Linked DNA regions of Mus musculus: region 1 is linked to region 2. Evidence: chromatin contacts called from public Hi-C data. All regions are on one chromosome and are shown on one strand. The core of a region is the stretch at or near the end of the contact, and the rest is flanking DNA. Distances in the headings are between cores, read along the strand shown.

What was found. Hi-C and Micro-C count contacts between places; a contact is called where the count stands out from the background.
Region 1: a Hi-C map of the N1E-115 cell line shows a contact between it and region 2, with 4 times the contacts expected there. The contact joins two enhancer-like sites. A contact is called at or near these places in 3 of 39 promoter capture datasets (3T3-L1-derived adipocytes, HPC-7-derived erythroid cells and hippocampal neurons), 4 of 484 Hi-C or Micro-C datasets (8-cell embryo, the N1E-115 cell line, adipose-derived mesenchymal stem cells and 1 more) and 2 of 115 datasets of contacts at active chromatin or transcription factors (cardiomyocytes and embryonic midbrain).

The regions. Positions count from the first base shown.
Region 1 is chr5:113,463,626-113,470,111 of GRCm38.p6, reverse strand. It overlaps Gm30812 (a long non-coding RNA gene), which reads right to left and starts at 5,400. Exons shown (of 3, transcript XR_389557.3): 1 at 4,450-5,400. Within about 2 kb of position 1,936, at least 30 of the 459 cell types and tissues checked have an H3K27ac peak or open chromatin away from gene starts, as enhancers often do. A contact at or near this core is called in the N1E-115 cell line, where this site is marked.
Region 2 is chr5:113,605,076-113,611,993 of GRCm38.p6, reverse strand. It overlaps Gm42002 (a long non-coding RNA gene), which reads right to left. Exons shown (of 3, transcript XR_878689.2): 3 at 1,002-2,038. Among named protein-coding and RNA genes, the nearest start is that of Gm42002, 5.3 kb to the right of the region's middle. Within about 2 kb of position 3,888, at least 66 of the 459 cell types and tissues checked have an H3K27ac peak or open chromatin away from gene starts, as enhancers often do. A contact at or near this core is called in the N1E-115 cell line, where this site is marked.

The DNA.
Region 1 (6,486 bases), core at 687-3,186, 140 kb after region 2:
CAGTTCTGGTGGAGGGAGGTGAAGGCAGAGGATTCTGGGGCAATGGTAGAAGATCCCATTGTGTCACCCTGGGCAGCGTGCCTGCTGCTCTGTGCCCTCACTGTTCTACAGAGACAGAGTTGTGATTGTGATGCTGTGGGGTCAAGTGAAGGAAGCCGAGTGACCCAGGAAGGAAGTCTGTACTAGAGCAGCGTTTGGGTGTAGACTGGGCAGAACAAATGAGCGCCATCCCCACCTGGCTGCACTCTGCCTGTTTATCCACTGGAATCTTCTGGCAGTATGACTCCCCTCTGCGGGGTTCTATCCACTCCAAGCTCCCAGAGTATAGTTGGGGGGGGTGTCCTTCCTTCTTAAGATGTTTTAAGGTGTGTGTGTGTGTATTCTGAAGCTGGAGTCACAGGCAACCATGAGCCTCCTGATGTGGAAGCTGGGAAGTGAACTTTGTCTTCTGCAAGAGCGGGATGTGCTATTAACCACCTGGCCTTAGCTCCAGCCGAGTGTGTGGGCTTTTGGGTGGCCTCGCTAATGGACTTAGTCTTTCGAAAGAGCCTAGGTGTCTTCCGCATTATACTGAGTCACATGCTCAATCTCAGCCAATCATTGGCTATACTGGGTCACATGCACACTCTCAGCCAATCATTGGCTATAGTGAGTCACATGCTCACTCTCAGCCAATCATTGGCAAGGGAAACAGCATTTATGAGCCTGTGATGTGCAGGGCTGTGGCTGATGAGAAACCATGTGGGCTTGGGAAAGATGCATTAAAGGAGTGGAATGTCCTGCCCAGAGGGACCTCTGCTGTTTTCAATTTTCATTCTAGGACCCCCCCCCCCCCACTCACTGAAGGCACTCAGCAGCTGGCGAGGGGGATGGTACTCCCTCCATTCCTTCTCTAGAGCTCATCTCCACCAGCTCCAGTATCCAATGCAGGCAGAAACGCATGATGGAGCTGGGAGACATTAACAAAAGATTTTGGGCTGGGTTCAAGTAGGTCGACTCCTTCAGGTTAGGGTGGGTGTCTGCGTGGCGTGATTTTGTTTGTCGTGCCTGAACCTAGTGTGGTAAAGGAGTGGGTCTCGGTTTAGCAATGAACTCTAGAGCTCTTATTTATTAATAACAGTCACAGATGCTCAAAATAAACTATGTTTGGTCAGAGGCGTAACCAGCCCTGGCTACAGTTCACTATGACTTCCAATTACTTACAGCATGGAGGATATTTGGTTAACATCTTTCTCCTTGGAGCTGTGGTGAGGAAGGGGGTGTGGCTGCCTCAGCCTCTGTGGACCCCATGCTAAGGGTAATGAAACCAGACTCCACCCGAGTAAGAGACTGCATCACCATGGCAACTTCCCCACTATGGAGACCCTCTATGGCCAGAGGCATGCCATGGCAAAGAAGCCTCAGTTTCTCCATCCATAAGGCAGGGTCTTGGATGGCTGACGGGCACGAGGCACGAAGGCAGCTTTAGGGTGGGTCCTCCATAGCTAGTCAGCTGCAGAGCTAGGGTGCAAGTGATCTCCAAAGCTTGCCCCGCAACGACCCAGCCCCACCCAGTGGGAAGGAGCAAGGGACCAGTGATCTTTTCTTGAGACTGGTGCTCTGCCATCAGGGCCAGGTCAAAAGTTCCGGTGCTTCTTCTAAAATGGCCCTCATCAGAGAGTCCCTGGAGCCACATGATTCTTAAAACTCTTCAGCATTCTGGAGTAGGAGCTATCCCCTGAGCTTGTTCCCCCACCCCCATCACACCCCATACCCTCTCATTCTCCTGTCTTCCACCCTCTTTCCTTTTCTGCCCTTCTGTCTGTTTTTCTGTTTCTGTTTCCTGTCCCCATTCCCCCCTCAGCTCTTTTTCTTCCTTGGCTTACAGAGATGAGGTCTTGCTGTGCAGCCCTGCCTAGCTTCAAACTCAAGGTAATCCTCCTGCTGAGCCTCCCAAGCTGGGATTCCCTGTGTGGGCTGAGTTCTTTGTTTTACCTAACAGCCTGTCTTACTTCCTAACTTTCCCATAAGCCCTTAAATTTCCCAGTCCTGGAGAACTTCCGGACCAGCAGGCAGCGTGCGGGACACGGGGCAGACGATCTGTGTGAGGACTCTGGTCCTGACAGGGCGGCAGCACTAGGTCAGGCAGAGGCATGGAGGAGGGGCTCACCTTAAGATGTTTCAACTGCTTAGTCAGCACGACTGTCATTCTAGACTGACTCCTGGCTTTGAAATGTCTTAGGATACATTGTCTCTCTTTTGGGAATCTGAGCCTCTAGAGAGCTCTTATTATGAAGTGGGTGTCTTTGCCTTTTCCTCTTAGGCAGCACACAAAACGCTTAAGTACTGCCTGTGGCTAAGCCTGTTTAAATAAAGCCTTATTTACAGCCTGGTGGGTCTGGATCCTGGCTTGCTGACCTCTGTTGTGGAGGAAATCAGAGATGGAAGGACAGGACCAATGATCCTTCCTATCCAGGGTTGTACTTCTTTAACGGAGTTATGGGAATTCTGAGAATCTTTGCTAAGAAGGGTCTGGAGCAGGTGTGGGAGGGGCTGGACACATGCACACCGAAACCTGGGCTGTGTATGAGTGTGTGTGAGTGTGTGTGAGTGTTTGTGAGAGTGTGTGTGTGTGTTGTGTGCATGTGTGAGAGTGAGTGTGTATGTGTGTGTTTGTGAGAGTGTGTGTGTGAGTGAGTGAGTGTGTGTGTGTGTGTGTGTGTGTGTGTGTGTGAGAGAGAGAGAGAGAGAGGGAGAGAGAGAGAGAGAGCACATATTCAGCATTGCAGTGTGACTTTGAGCAGGGTCCCCCATGGAAGCTCCAGCCTCTGGTGCCATGGCTATGACAGCAGCTGCATCTTACAGGCTCACCAGGAAAACAAAGCAACATCAAGTGCTAAACCAGCTTTGGCGTGCTTGCAGCTCTGCAGAGTGCCCGGCAGTGGGAAGGGAAACTCGAAATGAAAATCCTTGGCCATCTATTAGCCCGTAGTGTGAAGAGAGTCTTTGTAAGGCATCTAACTTTTGGGCAAGGCTGGGATAAGCTTCAGGGGCCAATCACAGTGGAGGTTTTTAATCCAGCAGGGCAAATGAATCTCCGAGTTATGACCTCAACACCCCCATATCACCAAGAATATGTGTGTGTGTGGGGGGGGGGGGGGACAGAAGACAGCACCCAGAGCTTCAGGCTTCAGCTGTGGGCAGGGCTGGGTGATTTTCTCCCTCTACTGTAGTGGGAGCTGCTGGGGGAATCTCCATGGTGGGGATGGTTATGACAATCCCGAGCAGCGAGAGGGTTAAGCAGGGCTGCGGGTGAGGCCGGCTTGGGTTCACCCTGGACAGCAGGTGGATTAACAGTGGAAGGCTGATGGCCACTGATCTGCCAGAAGCCTCTCTGAGAATCAGGATTTTCCCAGGCTCGGATGATCTCTTTAAAAGATTAATGAGGCTTTTTGTTCTTCTTTGTATTTATTTGGGACCAGTAGAGTTTCAGGGAGAGTTGCTTCTTGTGGCCAAATCCTCTGTGTGTGTGTGTGTGTGTGTGTGTGTGTGTGTATTTTAATTTGTAGAGTTCAGGCTAATTAATAGCGCCAATATTGTTCAGTCATCAGTGACCCAAAGCTACCCTAGGTTCTGTTAACGTGGGTGGCCAGTGTAAGAGGCAAACTCTCAGCTTTAGCCCCTCCCTCTCCATCCCTCCTCCTGAACATCACTAGGACTCTGATGTGCCAGGCACTAAAGACCCAGAGGTGAATGAGCCCATAGAAGGCTGTGGTCAGGTGGGCAAGATGATGCGTTAGTGGGAGTTAGAAGTCAACATGGAAGGGTTAGAAGAAAGGTGTGTCTTGGCCGAGGTCACTGTTGCTGCGATGAAACACCGTGACCAGAGCAACTTGGGGAGGAAAGGGTTTATTTCACTTCCACTTCCACAGCACTGTTTATCACTGAAGGCAGTCAGGGCAGGAACTCAAGCAGGGCAGGGACTTGGAGGCAGGAGCTGATGCAGAGGCCATGGAGGGTGCTGCTTACTGGCTTGCTCCCAATGGCTTGCCACAGCCTGCTTTCTTATAGAACCCAGGACCACCAGCCCAGGGATGGCTCCACCCACAGTGGGCTGGGCCCTCCCCCGTCAATTACTAATTGGGAAAATACTCTAGGGCTGGTGAGATGGCTCAGTGGTTAAAAGCACTGACTGCTCTTCCAGAGGTCCTGAAATCAATTCCCAGCACCTACATGGTGGTTCACAACCATCTGCCATGGGATCTGAAGCCCTCTTCTGGTGGATTTTCATGTTTTATCTATATGTAATCATAGAAAATAAATAAATAAATAAATAAATAATTTTTTTTAAAGAAGAAAAGAAAATATACTACAGGTGTAGTACAGCTTGATCATATGGAGACATTTTCTCAGTTGAGGCTTCCTCCTCTCTGGTGACCCCAGCCTGAGTCAAGTTGACAGAAAACTAACCAGTATATTGGGGCAGGAGCACTCAGGGCAGGCACAAAGCAAGTTCCAATTGTCAACAGCTGTACCGTGGAGGAAAGGAGACAGGATGACGCTTCGGAGGAACACGTATGCCACTGCCACACCTTTGTGGCATGCCTTCCATCTGACCTAGACAGGATGAATTGGAAAATTAATTGATACCTTTACATACAAGGCCAAGATTCTAACAACTACTTAATGTCCAGGAGCAGGGGCTGGGTTTGCAAGTGAGTGGCTTGGTGCCATATTCCACAGCCACGAGAGGAGCAGGATGGAGGTTAAGCAGCGCCTATCTGTAGAAGGTCGGAAGCTACACGTCACCAAACACAGAGGAGGAGGTCACTAAAGGCTCACTGTGGTCTGGGCAAGCTGTGTAGCCAGGCATGGGGTATGTGAGCTATGCCTGGCTCTCAGCTCCCAGCTATGTTGTGTGGTAGAGGGAACATGAGACACTCAGGGGAAGAACCCAGGCAAACACAGCACACAGTGCCTGAGAGAACAGTACTGCCAGACGGAGAGGGGCTGGCTGAGGGAGGCAGGGAAGAGCGTAGAGGGCACAGGGAGGAGGGAAACTGTGGCTCTGCCTTGGCTTAGATCTCAGGCATGTATTCGTGCTGGCCTCCAGCTAGAACCCCGTAGACTTTACCCCGTATTCCTGTAAAACATTGTCTTTGGTGGCCCGGATGTGAGAGCCTCCAGAAGCCACAGCCTTAGGATCGCCTGGCACAGCCTTGGCCTCAGGCCAGCAGACTAGTGACAAGAGGAATCTGGAGCTGGTTGGTGCTGGAACTGGTTGGTGCTGACCTTGCTACCAGTCTGTAAGGTTGTTGTATCCTAGAGAGATCTTCTTCTGTAGATTTCCACCCAGGATGAAAGGGAAGTCATAGCACAGGAGTTTTTCTTATTGCAAAAAGCTACATATATATGTGTGTGTGTGCATATGATATATATATATATATGATATATGGAAGTATATATACAACATATATATATACACACACATATATATATGTACATACATACATAAACACATAGATATGCACCTAGATGGTTATGCACATATACACACATATATGCACACATATACATACCGACATACATATATGCTCACATACACATAAACACATATATATACACACTGATGCTTATATACATATACATATAAGCATTTGTACACATATAGGTATACAGTTATAAACATATATATGCTAATGCACATATATACATACATATACACAAACATATACACAGATGCTCATACACACATACATATATGTACACATATACACATATACATATTCATATATGCACATATATGCATAAATGCTTATATACACATGCACACATGCATATATACACACATATACACACAGATCCTTATACACAGCTACATATATATGTATATATATATATATATACATACACATACATACATACATGTAGACATAAGCACCCATGTACATATGCACACATAAACACATGGTACAGCAAAGGTGTTCAACCAGTTGACTCTAACATAAAATGTGTTATCTATTTTGGTATAGCAAGAGGGAGCCAGCCCCTGCCCCCTTTTGTAGTGCTGGTGATGGAACCCATGGCCTGGTGCATGCTGGGTAAGCACTCCATCCCCCGAGCCATACCCTCAGCCCAAACAAGAGGGCTTTACATGTTCTTATCACAAGGCAAAGCCGGGTGTGGTTTTACTGAGGGCTTAGCGGTTGCCAGCCTTCCCAGGGATTGGGTTTTCTGGTGTCCCCACCATCTCCAGTTCCTTAGTTGCTGCCTCTTTTCCCTCTCTGCCAGCCTTCTCCAGTCCTGGGCCACTCTCCCTCCAGCCCTCATCCAAGATCCCTTGATACAGAGGCTTAGAAAGGGTTAAATTTTCTTACTGTCCTTATAGCTAGGAGTGATTTGTGCTGTTTTACTTTCAAAATCCCCGTCGTCGTCGTCGTTTCTGCCTCTGTAAACATGTCTCTCCTGGACCTTAGTCACAGGCTGAAATTCAATCCCCCGACCAAC
Region 2 (6,918 bases), core at 2,639-5,138:
AGAGAGCCCAAACAACCAAGGATTGGGAGCAGTAAGGGTGGTTTAAAAATAGCCTTGTGTTCCCATTGTCACCCTCTCCGCGACTCCCCAGGGCTACAGATGTGCAACTGAGGCGTGCCACGGTATGGGATTCATCATGTCAACGGAGGCGCCTGTCCGTGACTGGGGCCACATGGTGTCTTGGACAGTGCACTTCCCGGACATTGGGGCTGACCAGGTCAGGCAGGGGACCAGGAAATCTTGTTGCCATTGGAAAAGCTGACCAACAGGAGTGTTACACCAGTCAATGTCCACTCCCTAGAGCCCACCCTCTTCCTCCTGGCTACCACAACACCCCTGTTCTGACTTCCGTTCGTGCAAAGTGCTGAGTGAAACCTTCAGTCTTGTCCTCATGACTTCTCATAGCCTCACCCCCTCCTCCTTCCCCCTTTCTCTTATGTATAATCCCAGCAGCTGGCAAAGTGTGGTGGCTCCCTCCAAAGACTAACGGGCAGCACCTTCTCTGGAGCTGGAACCCGGCAGCCTGCCTCACGGCTGCCCCACTGAGTGGGCGATGAGCTGAGGGAACATGGGAGCAGGACATGATGTGAAGGGACAAGAAGGGGAGACCACTGGAGTGGGGGGGGAGCGGAGTGTGCTTCTAAGCATCCAGATGCCGAGGGCACCCCAATCTGTGCTTGGGCCTGGGGGAGGAGGACACTGTGTCCCTGTGGGTCACACAGAAGCTCAAATAAAGGCCAAAAGCTAGGAAGTGATGTGGGGCTCAGGGGCTTGGAACCAACTCTGCTGCCTGAGACTTCACTTTTGTCAGCCTATGGAAGCAGGATGGGAGGGAGGAGGGAGGGCAGGAGAGAGGAGGGAGGACAGGAGGGAGGAGGGAGGGCAGGAGAGAGGAGGGAGGACAGGAAGGAGGAGGGAGAACAGGAGGGAGGAGGGAAGACAGGAGAGAGGAGGGAGGGCAGGAGGGAGGACAGGAGGGAGGAGGGAAGACAGGAGGAAGGAGAGAGAACAGGGGGGAGGAGGGAGAATAAGAGGGAGGAAGGAAAACAGGAGGGAGGAGGGAGTAATGCCACCCCACCTCAGAACCTCCATCTCTGCCAAGCCATCTCTTTCCCACATCCCAGGCTCTCTTGAAACATCATCCCCAGGGACCCCCCCTGTCAAGAGAAGGACCTTGGGGTCTGTGGTTATGAGGTTCAAGTAGATCTGTCTACCCCCATGGGGAGGGTCAGACTTTGCCAAGGCTGGGGATTTGAAGACTGTTGCTGTCCCAGGAGAGCGGGCTGTTGTTGAGTGGGTGGCCTTGCGTGGGCGGCAGGACAGGACAGGACTCCCAGAGAGGGAGAGAGCTATGTGAGGGCTCCGAGGGCCGGGCTGCAGGGAGCAGGAGGTGGGCAGAAGACCAGGGCTGGGGAGGCACGGGTGCAGACTAATCTGCTCAGGCCTGCATGTTGGATCCCTCTGCATCTCTGCTGGGGAGAGGGAGCCAGGAGGCTCCAGCATTGAGCGGGTAGCCCCAGAGAGCTGGAGAGAGCTCTGAGCTTTCTCAGGGGAGCGGTTAGTGGGAAGGCAACCCCGGGCCCATCTGTGCGGCACAGAGGTCCTGCCGTGTTAGTCTGCTGATGGAAATTAATTGTAAATATTATTCAAACGTACCTCCCTGTGCACAATTATACTTCTCAGGGGAGTTCTCTGAGTACATCAGGAAACTCTGTAAATAATACATACATTAGCCCGTGCTAATGCTGCTGTGGTGGCCGTGCTAATGCTGCTGTGGTGGCCGTGGCTGTAAGATTTATTCCAAGTGTTTGTAGGGGGTTAGCCTTGGACACCCAGAAGTGTCTCCTCCAGAGGATGGGGGCAACCCTAGGCATGCCACCTAGATGCCTGGTCACTGGGCAGGTGGGGACACAGAGCTGGCAGGAGAGGAAGACACGCAGGTCTAGAGAGTTCCTAGCTGGGTTGAGAGGCAGCACTTCTGTCTCATGATCTCGTTGAGTCCTTACAGAAGCCTCTGTGGTAAGACCCAGCACCATGTCTGTAGATGGACAAAGAGGTAGAGAGATCCAGAAAGGTGAGGGTAGTGAGAGCTGAGAGCCAAACCCTGTCATCTGTCTGTCTGTCTGTCTGTCTGTTAGAAAGTTCTTGCTTTCCCAAGAAGTTAATCAATCTCTGTGCTCCACCCCCATTTCCCACTGCCAACTCCTGTAAACTTTCAAGTCACGTGATCATGAGTCCAGGGACTGTGCTGTCCGTGAAGGGGAGGACATGGCATTTACAGGGCTTGCCCATCTGTTCCTCTCAGCCTTTGGGTTTGGGGGTTTGGAACAGACACTACTTCAAGCTCACCCCTTCTCAGTATCCACTGACCCATTTCACAGATCACAAAACTGAGCAGGATAGTAGTGCTTTGGGGACATCCCCACCCACCTCACAGAATATCCTGCAACAAGAGGGATGTCCACACCCTCCTGAGAGTCAGTTTAAAATATCAGCTTAGATACCTGGGGCTCACCAAGCTGCCCTCTTCACCCCTGAGCCTCGAGTACCAGCTTTGGTGACCATGTGCCCCACCAGGGTCGAGCAGAATCCTGGCTGAAGAAGAGGCAGGTCTTAGCAAAACCCATTTTAGGGCAGAGGCAAGATACTCCTACGTCTTCGCTATTGGCCTGGATGTGGGTCTAGGGGGTGTCTCTGGACCTGCAAAGTCATGACAGGGGCTGTGGCAAACTCTCAATCTGTCTGTCTGAGAGGAAGATGCCTTTTGAAAAAAAATTAAAAGATCTTTTAGAAGCAAATCGATCCGTGGTGTCTCCAGGAGTGACCTTTCCTCTGTGTCCCTGAAGAGAGCAGATGTGGGGCTTTGCAGACAGCAGGGAAACCCCTCCCCATCTCTGCATCTGGTGCTGCTTTACCTAGGTTCTATGCACCCCCCCCCCAAAGTCACCCTCTCACTGGGCATGGCTGCTCACCTGGGATCCTGGGATCAAAATATTGAAGCAGTGAGAGTTGGGAATTGGAAGGTAGCCAGGGCTACAGAATGACATCTCACTTCAAACACTCCAGCCCAAACCAAGCAAGCAAGTCACCCCTCAGCCTAGAGGCGCCACCATTTCCTCTGAGGCTGCCATTCCATTCAGGTCACAGGTGAGATCTCAATTTTTCTGTACGCATGGCCACCTTTACTTAGCCATGCCTTTAGTAGTCTCCTGTCTGTCCCCTGTTGGGAGGAGAACTCCATCAGGGCAGGGATGTGTGTGTCTAACTTGCCCCGCACCCCCAGAATCCCTAGAGGAGCTCAGCTTGGAAACGCTGCTGCCCACATTTTGCCATCACTGAATAAGCCTCGGTCACCTATGGTTGAAATCTCAAAACACCCCAGTTCCAAAGACTTCCCCTTTGCGTGACACGTGGAGAGGGCGAGGGTCCTCCTGCTTCTACAGGTGTGGAAACCAAGGCCCAGATCATGTAGGTAATGGAGGAGCTATGGTTTTTCCTGAAGCTGTTAGAAGCCCCAAAGGAGAGTAGAGGAGGTTTTCATTAATGGCTTCTGCCTCCCTGGGCCTTCTTTCCTGGCTAGCTGATTTACTGCACCTAGGGAATAGAAGAGCCAGATGCCCCGCCCCAGCCTCTCCCCAGCCCCGCCCCAGCCCTATTGTTTCTCATCTCTTCCAGACCAGGATTCTGTTAAAGGCTTGGCAGGCACGGCCTCGACCACAGACTTCCTGTGCTCATCCTTCTGCTCCAAAGTGGGCATCGGGTCTGTGCTGGCCGCGGATGGTCCTCACACAGGCGGGAGGATCCCTGACGCCCTGAAGCTCTGCAGCCCAGATGTGCTGGGAGAGACAGACCCAAGGCTTCTCTGTGTCCTGGTTTCCACCGCACAGATGCTTGGCTTCTTACAGCAAGCATCTGAATAACGGAGCAGAGCGAGTTTCTGGTTTGATTCCAAATGTTGGGCTGTGGAGCAGGGAGGCAGGAAACAGGGACTGGAGGCCTAAGTGCTTGGCCCATAGTATCCGATGGCTCTTGGTCAGTAGCAGATGTTTACAGCACAAGGCTCTGGTCAGGTACCAATGCCTTCCTGGGGGGATTTACTAGGGATGGGTTTCCAGGTATGGTGAGACGTGGTCAGAAACAGCAACACATCAGCATACAACCTAAGTCACCCCACTTAGATGCCTTCTCTTTATGGATAAGGAAGAAGACACCGGCAGCCATACAGACACTGTCCGTTGGTTTGGGTTGAGTGCTTGTTAGGCTCTGGGGACTCAGCAGAAGGCAGCAATCCTGTTTTGATGAGTCAGTCATACCAAACCGTGTGCTGGCTGCAGCGGTGTGGGAATCCTACCCATACTGTGTGCTGGCTGCAACGGTGTGGGAATCCTAGCTTTGGGGAACCAAGCTATGGCTTTCCTCTCTCAGTACACATTCTGTTTCCTGTTAAGTGAGCCAGGTCCCAAGGCTGAGTGGGGAGAAAGGCTTGTTGGTGGAGAGATAAGACTCCATTCTGGGATGGGAGTGGAGTACAGACTGAATCTGGAATGCAATGCCTGCCCGCCAGCAACTCCCTTCCAGCCCCAAATTCTCAGACTAGGGAGAGGTCTGACCCAATGGCTCCTCTCTCCTCAACCCTTGTGAATGACCACTAGAGGGGAGGCAGGAACTGAAGTAGTGATGGAGAACAAGGGGAGTGAGCTCTCTGGTCCCTTCCCACTCTCACCACAGGGACCACCAGCTTCCCAGCCAGCTGGAATTCAAACCACTATTTTCTGTGAGCTAGAGGGATGGCTCAGTGCCTAAGAGTACTCCTCACTCTTGCCAAGGACCCAGGGCCAATTCCAGACATGCACATGGTGGGTCACAACTGTCCTTAACTCTAGTTTTGATGAATCCTGTGGAGGGTTGGGCGAATGCAAGGCTTTCCCCAAGGCCCTGGTGTACCGAGAAAGAACCAGGAATATACTTGGCAGAGTTGGTTATGGCCTAGGGCCAGAGACTGGAGGGAGTTGTGGCTCCTGATCCTGAGAGATCAGCTTGTCCACTATGTGGGTCTATAATGTTCTTGAGATACCTGGTCCCCGTTGTGCGATGCTGCTGGATTAGCTTCCTGCTGACTTCATCCTAGCGTTTGATAGTTTCTGATGACTCTGTCCCATTTCTCCCCTGGAAATACTGTATAAGGCGCTGTACTTGTTAATAAACTTGCTTGCAGGAGCCATCAGCTTGTGTGAGACTTCTTGGTCTGAGACTTTCCTGACTTTATCCTCTCATCTTCTGGCTACTCCCTGACCCCCATTCAGGACCCGCCCCATGACTATAGGATGACCTGCTGCTCTCTTTTGACCTTCACGGGCACCAGGCACACATGTGGTGCACAGACATCTGTGAGCAAAACACTCATGCACATAACATTTTTTTTTAAAGGTCACTGGTTTCTTTTCAAATAGTGACCCTGTTATAAATCTCATGCCATTTCCCTCGATTCTTTCAAGGTGTAAACAGATCTCTTCAAACAGTTTGTTCTATAACAAATGTCACCTATACAGGGGATTTTATGGTCAGTCTGGTCAAGCCTTCCCCACATCCTCTGTACTCAACTGGTCCCACAATCCATCAGTCCCAAGATGAGCCATGCCAGCTGCACCTTCTTTCGATGGCTCAGCCTTTTCCTTGTACTTTTGGCTGCCACAGATGTGTGAGCATTAGCTGTGAGCAAATCCCTGACAAGGGACTTTAAGAAGGGAGGGGTTATTTTGATTCAGTTCCAGAGTGTCACCCACCCATGGCGTGGAGTCACCCTGCTTTCTAGCCAAGAAGCACAGAGCAGTGGATACTAGTTGTATTCATTAGCATTTTACTGCTGTGAACAGACACCATGACCAAGACAACTCTTCTAAGGACAACATTTAAGTGGGGCTGGCTTACAGGTTCTAAGGTTCAGTCCATTATCATCATGACCGCATCCAGGCAGGCATGGTGTAGGAGGAGCTGAGAGTTCTACATCTTCAACTGAAGGCTGCTAGGAAAAGACTGACTTCCAGGAAGCTAGGAGGAGGGTCTTAAAGCCCACCCGCACAGTGACATACATATTCCAACAAAGCCACACCTACTCCAACAGGGCCACACCTAATAGTGAGGCTCCTGGACCAAGCATATTCAGTCCACCACACTGGTGCTCAGCCCAGCTCCACTCCTCCTTTCTATGAAGCCCATGGAGTACATATAGGGTGGGTCTCCTTCTTCAGTTAATATTCCCCGGACAGCACCTCAGAGATGAACCACTCTGTCTCCAAACTGATTCTCAATTCTGTCCAGTTGACAACCAAAGATTAACCATTGCACACCCCTCACATAAGCTTGAGAAGCAGACACAGAGAATATTAGTAATTTTTTTTCCATATTTTGGTTTCTCAAGACACAGTTCTCTGTGTGTCCCTGGCTATCCTAGATCTCGCTCTGTAGACCAGGCTGGCCTCGAACTCAGAGATTCACCTGTCCCTGCCTCCTGAGTGCTGGGACTAAAGGCATGTGCCACGACTGCCCAGATGATCTTAAAAAGGAAGGTAGATGACATAAGTAAATGTCCTGATAACCTCTCTCTAGTTAGCATCTGTCTTTGGGAAAACTGAGGTAAGTTCCAGCCTTACTTCTCTTCTCTTGACGACTGTAGATGCAATGTGACAGGCTGTCCCATGCTCTTGGCACTGTAACTCCCCACCATGATGGATGGTACCATCAAACTGTGAGCCAGAATGAACACCGTTCTTAAGGTGCTTTTGTTGAGCATTTCATCATAGCAATGAGACGAATGATATCTCTCTAATATACCCAGACTATCGGACTTTGTGACCCCAATCTGGAAGAATCCAGGGACGGGCTTTTCCAGGCAGCTCAGTTGTAGAAAGAACACTTGCC